2 separate regions of the Gossypium hirsutum genome follow, and region 1 is linked to region 2. Evidence: chromatin contacts called from public Hi-C data. All regions are on one chromosome and are shown on one strand. The core of a region is the stretch at or near the end of the contact, and the rest is flanking DNA. Distances in the headings are between cores, read along the strand shown. Region 1 holds the start of LOC107951744 (putative disease resistance protein RGA3). Region 2 holds the start of LOC107951747.

Region 1 (4,672 bases), core at 1,089-3,588, 430 kb before region 2:
TGTAGTCTAATTAACAAGATTGGAGTATCGACTAACAAGAGTTGGGTGTAGTTGTAAGACACATTACATTCCAAGGGAAGAATGGATGTTCAAATCTTGGACGCAATCTTATTGGAAGAGATAGTCATGAACCCAAATATGAATTGTAAAACAACATTAAACAAGGTCATTGTAATATGGTGTTCTTAAGTAAAAATATAAATGAAATGGAGGAATGGAAATTGAAATAAATATCATTTTACAGAGAATCATGGGGTTGGATTGATCAATAATCTGGAGCTGTAATTGTATTGCCATCCAAAACTACACGAGAGGCATGAGCAACCTTGGGCCAATCCTCTCCGATTTCTTGTTGGCATCTTTGACTAAAAAGAATACAATCTTCAATCTTCAATTGTTTGAAGCGTTTCATGGTTTTTGGTAGAGTTCATAATTTTGGGCAACACTTGATCTCAAGTTTTTCAAGTGATGTGAGATTGTGCCACTCTGCTAAAGTTGTGAGGTTCTCACATCCTGTAATGATTAAGTTCTTTAAAGTGTTGGCGGATCCCCGTAAAAGCCATTGGGGTAGAGCCTTCAACTTTGGCAAATCTGCGATGTACAATGATTGAAGGCTGAAACATGTATCAACGAGGTATTCTTCATTATAATCTTCTTTCTCTTTGAGTCCCTGTCCCGTACTCAAATCAAGCTTTTCGCAAGCCCCAATAACTAGAGATTGTAATGCAGCTACGTATTTCAAGCCATGTGGTAGTGGTACCAATTTTTTGCAATCAACAATCCATACTGTATGAAGAGATGTGAGCTTCTGAATCCCATCAAACAAATACTCCAGATTTTCACAGCCATAAATAGCTAAAACTCGAAGGGATTTCAAGTGTTGTAATCCATGACCATGAAGATCTCGTTGTTTTGTAGCTAATAACAAAAATCTGAGACTGATCATGTACCTGATATTCTTAGGCAACTCTTCAATTTGGTCACAACCATCTAAAAACAGAGTCTGCAAATTTTGCAACTTACAAATGGAGTTGAGAAGTTTCTTGATGTTGGGACAGTTGGAAATGTCGAGAAATCTTAAATGCTTCAAATTAACAATCCATCTGGGCAATAGCTCGAGAGTAGACCCAGAAAGATCAAGCATTCGCAAATGTTGGAACCTCTTCAAACATTTTTCAATAAAGGATTCGCTGGTTGGACCGTTTCTCAAATTTGGAAGCCTAAGCGTACGCAAATGCCCTAATTTACCAAGGAATTTGGAAGCATTTTCCTCGGAAGAATCAGAGTTAGTAAGGCATACATGTCGGATCCCTGTGGCAATATTTTGCTCAAAAGTGTTGACTATACAACACTCACTCTTTGCCACTGATAATGCAATATCATGTAAAAGATCATGAATTTTGAATGCATCAAAGAAAAATGCCAAATCATAATCTTGAAAGAAAGATCGTGGCAGCAGGTCATTCAAATACCGCTTACCAATATATTCGGGATTTTCATTTTTATGGGAGGATTCAAGAAGACCAAGTGCCATCCAAAATTGGATTAGACCAAAGCTTATAAAATCAGTATCCTTTGGATAGAGTGAGCAATAAGCAACACATTGCTTCAGCTGAGGAGACAGTTGATCGTAAGTTAGTTTCAGAATTGAAAATATTTGATTTTCCTTTTCCATTAATTCCCACGTCTCACTATCTTTAAAAACTTTCCACTCCTGCTCTGAAGTTTTGGAGAAAAGTGAACTTCCCAATGTTTTCAATATTAGAGGAACCCCTTTGCATTTCTTAACAATTTCTTCTCCAATTTCCTCAAGGTTTGGATGTTGTTTTTCTTCACCTTTCTTGAAAGCGAATTTCAGAAACAAAGATAAAGATTTGTCGTACGGAAAAGCTTCCAAATGGTGTTGGGAGATTGTGCCTGAGATCTTTGCAACTTGGTTACTCCGAGGGGTGACTACAATTTTGCTTCCGACAGCTCCTCCTGCAAACAACTGTTTCAGTTCCATCCATTTTCTATTATCCTCGCTCCACACATCATCTAAAACAAGCAAATACCTTTTAGCATTCAAGGAATATCGCAAGGCCTTCTGTAATTGCTCCAAATACATGCTTCCAAGGTCTCCATCACCACCTTTTCCGGCTTTAATGGCTTTTACTACTAATCGTTTCAGATCAAAATCATAGGAAACACACACCCACAGTTTCAACTCAAAGTGAGCATCCACAGCTTCATAATTGAAAACCAGTTTGGCAAGGGCCGTTTTTCCCATGCCTCCAATTCCAACTATGGGAAGGACGGGTATGTCTTCCTCATCAGCTGGATCATCCTGCGTCAACATCTTTACAATTCTTCATTTCTCATCATCTCTGCCAATTACCTCTGATTTCTGCACAAAGGAGTGGGTCTCCCTCTCCGAGCGCAGGCTGTGCCTTGGGGCCAACATGTCTCTGAACGAGATGAAAATTATTTTTCAAAGCAGCAATCTCATGAAATCTCTGATTTGAGTTGTTTAATCTTATGGGCCATCTTAAATCGAAAAGCAAGTGGGTTTGAGCTTGAAAAGAAATAGCTTACCTTCTTACCAATGCTCCTCTGTTTCAGAAGCTGCTTCCTCAATGCTTGAATTTCGAACTCATCTAATACATCTTCTGCATCGTAACAAGCATCCTTCAACTCTTGTAGCCAAACCCGGAGATGATTGTCATCAACCTGTTTTAGTTCAGCATCTAAAAGCACAGGTTTAATAGTAGTTAAAGTCTTTTGAAGCTTTTCAAGGTCCCTGTGAACATCCCAACCTAGGCTGATTTCTTGATAGGCAATTTTGGTTAGTTTAGAAAGGACGTTTTCAGTTATGTTGAAGGCAAAGTATTAAGCCATGACCGCTGGGAACGGGGGAATACGTCTAATTTCTGTGATGATGGGTTATTAATGGAATCAAGTAAGGAAGAGAGTGATCGAAAATGAAGAGAATAATGGACATTTAATTTTGTGAATTAAAAGATTAAATTTAAAAACATGTATGAACATAGAATAGAATTTTAAATTTACGAATGTCCGGTGCGTTTGACTATTTCTTTTCGTTGGTATAACGGTGCCTCTAACCATTATTAATAATTATATAGTCAGTAGCTAATGTACACCTATTTGATTTTTTATGTTAATTATGGTTGTCACGTACAATCTCTCACTCTAATATTTTATACAATTTTGTTATTAGACCATGTAATATATATAAATTGTTTATTTAATTTCTATACTTTAATTTGATTAAGTTTAATCTTTAAATTTTTTGATTTTTAATTTTTTTATCTTCACCCAAATGATACAATCGGTTAGATGAAATTTTGCTATTAGTTTTATATTATACTTAAGCTTTGGATTTAGTTCGCTATTAGTTTTATATTATACTTAAGCTTTGGATTTAGTTCTTATTCTCCAATTTGATTATTTTTAGTGCTTTTACTTTTTGAATTTTAAAATTTCAACCTTGATGTCCCGAATCCTTATTTAAATAAAATACACTGGTAAAATAAAATAAAAGTAAAATTCATATAGAACTACACTTATTTTATTTTAGAATAAGATTTTTTTAAACCTTATTAAACTCCATCTATTCTATATTGATTAGAATAAGATGTTTCAGTCTTACTAGAATAAGGCTTTACAAGCCTATAAATAGACATAGTCTATTCCTCTTATAATAATTCGAATTCGACATAGTATTTTTTTCTCCTCTGCCCGTGATTTTTTCCCAAAAGGGTTTCCACATAAAAATTTTTGTGTTCTTTATTTTATTTTATTTTATTTTTTCACAAATTGGTGTAGAAAGCCCATTTCGCCTGGGCTCATACACAAAATAAAACAAAAAATAAATAATAAACTAAATTATTTAAAGGATCCAATGTCCATTTACAACAGCATTTCAAAACACCAAAATTAATCCAAGCCCAATAATAAAATTTAACCCAAAATTCCATTACATCCAATTAACCCAAACGGCCTAAAACACCAAGCCAATTTTCGGCAAAAACCCTAGGTTACCCCTTGAGTCGCAGCTCCCACAAACGGCCCCACGTCACTATGTCCTCTTCCTCCATACGGCACTCCCCACGTCAGTAGAACCTGCTAGAAGAAGCCAAAAAACGACAAAAAAACAAGAAATTCAATAGCAAAGAAATAATAGAAAATATAAAAATGATATTGTAATTTCATTTTTTGTTCATTTTTTCGGTTATATAAGGCCGATTCTAAAGAAAGAAAGGGGAGGATACACATGCATATTGGAATACAGAGAAATCAAATAAATTTAGCAGAAGGTTGAGTTTATTTTTTTCAATTTATCTTGCTTTCGTTTGATTTCAAGTGTAGATTTGCTTTCTGATTGCAAAAAAATAAAAGGGAGTATTGAAACCCTTTTCGTTTTCATAGATCTATCCCTCTTATTTTTTAAAGCAGATTTAAAGTTGTTTTCATCTAGATCTTTTATTTTTTATTTTTATCTTCTTCTATTGTTGTTAATGTGTAAAAATAAAAATAAAAAGGAAAGAAAGGAACGCTTACCTAACCTTCGTGATCATGGTCGGAGTTCTCCTCCGTTGTCAGATCTAGGCCATGTTTTACGCGTTGGCCACCAAATGTGGTGGTGTAGCGAGCATTGAAGGGTAGCCTTTGA
Region 2 (4,519 bases), core at 1,490-3,989:
TCATATAAATTCAGTACTAAACATTCAAAACTTAATTTTTCACTTAATTAAACATCTAACATAACAAATAGTTTTATATATAAATTTAGTATTTATAAAATTCTACCAAAAATTCAGAACTTACTTTTTTTGGTACAATTGTGATTTGAACCAAGCTATTCCCAGGGAAGGGGATCGTTCGGCCAATAGGTCACAACTTGGGGTTCCAAAAATTCAATACTTAATTTTTCAACATTTTAATTGTTTAGTTGATCAAACAACACTTAAGGCTTTGCTTGAACCTAAAAGGTAGCATGTATACATTCATGATACTAAAAGCCAACTTGTAACCAGACATTAAGGTTTAAAAGACTCAACCAGAGGTGAAACTGATCAGACTTCCAATTCTAGTCCAACCAGTTGAACCGACCGCTTCAAAATAGTTTTTTTTTTTTTCTTTTGTCTTTAATATTGAAAAAGTTTTGATTATAGTTTTTCCTTATACATTTAAGTTTACCAGGATCTGATTATTGATCACTAGAACTAAAAGTGTAGCACTCTACAAATAGACCACATAGTTATTGGCAATATAAAATATAGCTAATAATTAACAAAAGTATGTTTTTGATTTAATAGTATAGATTTCAACATAAAATTAAGAGGTTAGGGAAAAAAACAAACAAAAAGAAGATAAAACCGATTTTTAACCGGTTCAAACGGTTTTGTGCTTGTTTGGTTACTAAGTGACTTCATATGCTAGCTGAAGCCGACAGTCCACCAGCTCACCGACCAGTCCAAATTTTTTAATCTATGCTAGACATCTCCTCCCCCCCCCCCCCCACTCTCTTCCCCCCTCTCCTCCCCAACAAAATGCTTAGTAGAACATCAAGTAACTATTATCAGTTTTGAAGGTGCTTGTCAATAAAAGATGTCCGGTAATACAGAGAAGAGTGAGAACTCAGAAAATAAATGCAGTTAATATGCATCGTGACACTGAGAATACAACCCATCAGAAAAGCCTTTTATGGCAATCAACATTCACCCTCCCTACAATAAACATGCGAACATGCAATACATATTGAGTTCCTGAAGAAGTAGATATGGTGACTTACGGGATCAGGATTACACACTGCACTTTGGCTACTGCCACCTTCACAGGTCCAGCTACCATCCTCATTTATAGAAATGAACCCTGCTAGATTCTGGACAGAAATAACTGTTGCTTCTCTGCACATATGGATCAAAACTTCAAGAAGTAAAATAAAAAAGCACCAGAAAGTTTACATCAACGGAAACTCCAGTGATTACATAATTTTGCAACATTAAACAGAGATAAGAAATAAGAAAAAGAACTTTAAAATACTAAAAATCCCATTCTCAATGATATTAGCATCTTTGTACGCAATTTAAACAAGGCAATTATAGCTTTTATAAAATATATATAACTAATAGCTACTAAAACATACTCAAAGCAAATGCAATGAAGCTGGCAAAGCATAAACACCTTACCTTTTAGTAACAAGAACAATATCGATATTCTGTCGAGAGCCAGTGTTGACATCCGGAATGTGAAGCCCCACATACACCTTTCCACCATGAAGCTTTTCAAGTCTACAATGAAGATGCATCAAAAGAAGCAATTAGTAGAGGAGTGGAGGGATTTGATTACGGCCACTTAGAACTTACCGAAATACTCCGTTTTAAATTTAACTTTAATGTCAATTTTGGTCGCAAATAAGCTAACAAAATAACCTAAGACTATGTTTGATTGTTGCTTCTGCTACTTGAATTGTGCTACACAAAAGAGAGAGAGAATTAACACAAAATCCCGCTCCATATAACAGTAAAATCATGGACTTCGTTATTCAAAAGATCTGAAAATCAATTTTTAATTCTTCACATTCAAACGCATTAATCCTTTTCACTCACAAAGCCCAATAGCAAGTTGATAAAAGCAACAACAAAAGAAGTGTCAATTTACAACATTTTTTCCATGGGAAAGAAGTAAACACTACTTCAAAACTCATTCTAAGAATTCAATTCTCCATGAAACCAAACAAACCTTTACAACTTAATACTTGCACAATCAAGCTCAGCTCAGAAACAAGCTCTACTAAAATCAAGAAAGTATCGCTCTCATTTTTATTTTATTTTATTTTTTTTGGGGGGGGAGAATTTATTAGAAAATCATGAAAATAGAAAAAAGTTGAAAGAGTAAAAGTAGCACCTATTGGCGACGGAGAAAATAGCATTAAAATCAGAGGTTTCGAACTCCAAAACGTCGTCGGAGCCGTAGAAGAAGCGGCGGAACAAGCGGTAAAAGACAAGTCCACAGATGATCTCCACCCACATGGTGGACTCCTTTCTAATTTTGTCGCCGTAAAATATAAAACTTGAAAATGAAAATGAAATTGAAATTGAAATTGGAAGTTCCAACACAAATAAACGCCACAGCCACAGCCACAGCCACAGGATCCTATTTCCTTCTTATCTTCTCTTCTTTCTTTAGAAGTAAAAATTGACGGGATTTTAACGTGGGAGTAAAAGCGACGCCGTGTTGACTACCGCTTCTCTGTTAGGAGAGAAAGGGCTGACCACCGGATCAGCTTAACGCCTTAACCACTAAGCAAGAAAACAATGTTTCTTTATTCTAGCTAGTTGGTAACCTAACGTAAGGGGGGTCTTTTTATTTTGTTCACTTAAAATTAATTCCTTGCAATTTGGTCGCTTTCGTTCATCACACAATACTTAAATCTCATATATTTAGCTCGAATAGATCGATAACCATGAAGCTGAAAAGAATAAAAAGAAGGGTCCAGTTGATTTTGTTTTTGGATAATAAGGGTTAAATGGGATGAATTTTTTTTTAAAGCTTAATTGTATTTTTTTTAAAGCTTAATTGTATTTTTACTTTTTTACTAAGGGTTTTTTTAACCTTTAAGTTAATAAATTATTAAATTTTTTATCCGTTAATAATATCAACTAATTTGTTATTATAATAATAAATTTAATTAATTTAATCTCTATTTAAATTTTAAAATTTTATTTTATATTTCGAGATTATCCTTAACGAAATCAATTAAACTTAAACTTGTTTTGATAATATAAACATGAGTAAAAAATAATTACAATTAATTAAATTTATTTGTTCTTTGTTTGGGAAAAAAGTAATGAAAAAATATGAGCTTTATTTGGAATTGAATATAAAATTAATTAATTGCTTAATATCTTAGCATAGAAGATTCAATATCATATAATAAAAAAATTGGCTTAATATAATATTTGGTACTTGAAATTGACATTTTTTTTCTAATTTGGTACAAACTTTTTTTTGTCCAATTTCGTACCCAAACTTAACACTTTTTCTTAATTTGGTACCTAAACTTGACTTTTTTTCTTAAGTTGATACTTAATCTGTTTGGGGGTCTAATTTGATACCTGAACTTGACTCTTTTTCTTAATTTGGCACCTAATCTTTTTTTTTGTTCGGTTTGGTACTTAAACTTGTCAAACATTTTACAAATTACTCCAATATACTAACAATGTTATTTTTTATGAGGTAGCAAAAATAATCAATGTATGACCAACATATGACACATAATATGATATTTTTTTTGTATTTTATATGTTCGATTACTTTTAGTTTTATTTTTTAATTAATTATTTTATTAATTGAAAATAATGAATTTCTTTTCATTTAGATTTTTTAAAACTCTTTTTTTCTTATTTAATATTAATTCGTTAAGCATAGCTCAATTCCTATTTTTTTAACATGAATTTCCTCCAACGCTGACTATATTTTTGTAGCATAACAAAAAAAATAAATTTAACACTGTTAGTGTTTTTATAACACCTCATACTCAGCCTAGACGTTATGAACAAATCCTAAGGAATTACATACGTACTTTGAAAAACAAAAACCTAAAATTTGAAAACATTTCGTAGAAGTATACTCGATAATGGTATTTCCAATTTTTAAAGTAAAATTACCTTATTCGGTTACTTCATTTAAATTCCAGAAAAACATACATAAAATTACTTATTTTTTGCAGCGAAAACCTTAAGTTAAAACAGAATTTTGAAAATCATAATTTGATTTTGAAGTTCAATGCATTGCAGTTTGAATTAAAATAATCTAAAACATTATAGTAGTTCAAAATGAAAAATAAAATCCAAAATATAAACAGTCCTCAAAAGTCTAAAAACTATCCAATGGAAAATAATATTTAAACTAAACAAAATAATTAAAAAAAGACCAACAATTTTTAACCGAGCTGCCGCCACATCGATCCGTCCTAAGTCTATTGGTTACTTGAAAGAAAAGAAAATAGAAAGTGAGCTTACGGCTCAGTGTGTAACACATCTCAAACAACAAATCATACACATATAAATTAACAGATAATATTTCAATTTATGCTCAGATACAAAATCAGATATATTTTCATTAATAGAAGTAGATGCAGAATCAGACCCTACCCCCATCTACTGCACACCATCCCCGTCCATCCTTACACACCAATTAGAGTTTCAAGTACTCATC

Evidence for each region. Hi-C and Micro-C count contacts between places; a contact is called where the count stands out from the background.
Region 1: a contact with region 2 is called in a Hi-C map of hypocotyl, with 5 times the contacts expected there. The contact joins the promoter of LOC107951744 here to the promoter of LOC107951747 in region 2. A contact is called at or near these places in 16 of 34 Hi-C or Micro-C datasets (anther, callus, fibers and 4 more).

What each region holds. Positions count from the first base shown.
Region 1 is chrA02:96,498,566-96,503,237 of Gossypium_hirsutum_v2.1, reverse strand. It overlaps LOC107951744 (putative disease resistance protein RGA3), which reads right to left and starts at 2,338. Exons shown (of 1, transcript XM_016886883.2): 1 at 428-2,338. The coding sequence starts at 2,338. The coding sequence ends at 428. LOC107951746 (a long non-coding RNA gene) reads left to right here and starts at 4,134. Exons shown (of 2, transcript XR_001698573.1): 1 at 4,134-4,316. It overlaps LOC107951745 (a long non-coding RNA gene), which reads right to left. Exons shown (of 2, transcript XR_001698572.2): 1 at 4,561-4,672; 2 at 3,870-4,122.
Region 2 is chrA02:96,064,128-96,068,646 of Gossypium_hirsutum_v2.1, reverse strand. It overlaps LOC107951747, which reads right to left and starts at 2,739. Exons shown (of 7, transcript XM_016886884.2): 1 at 2,207-2,739; 2 at 1,489-1,590; 3 at 1,092-1,206. The coding sequence starts at 2,331.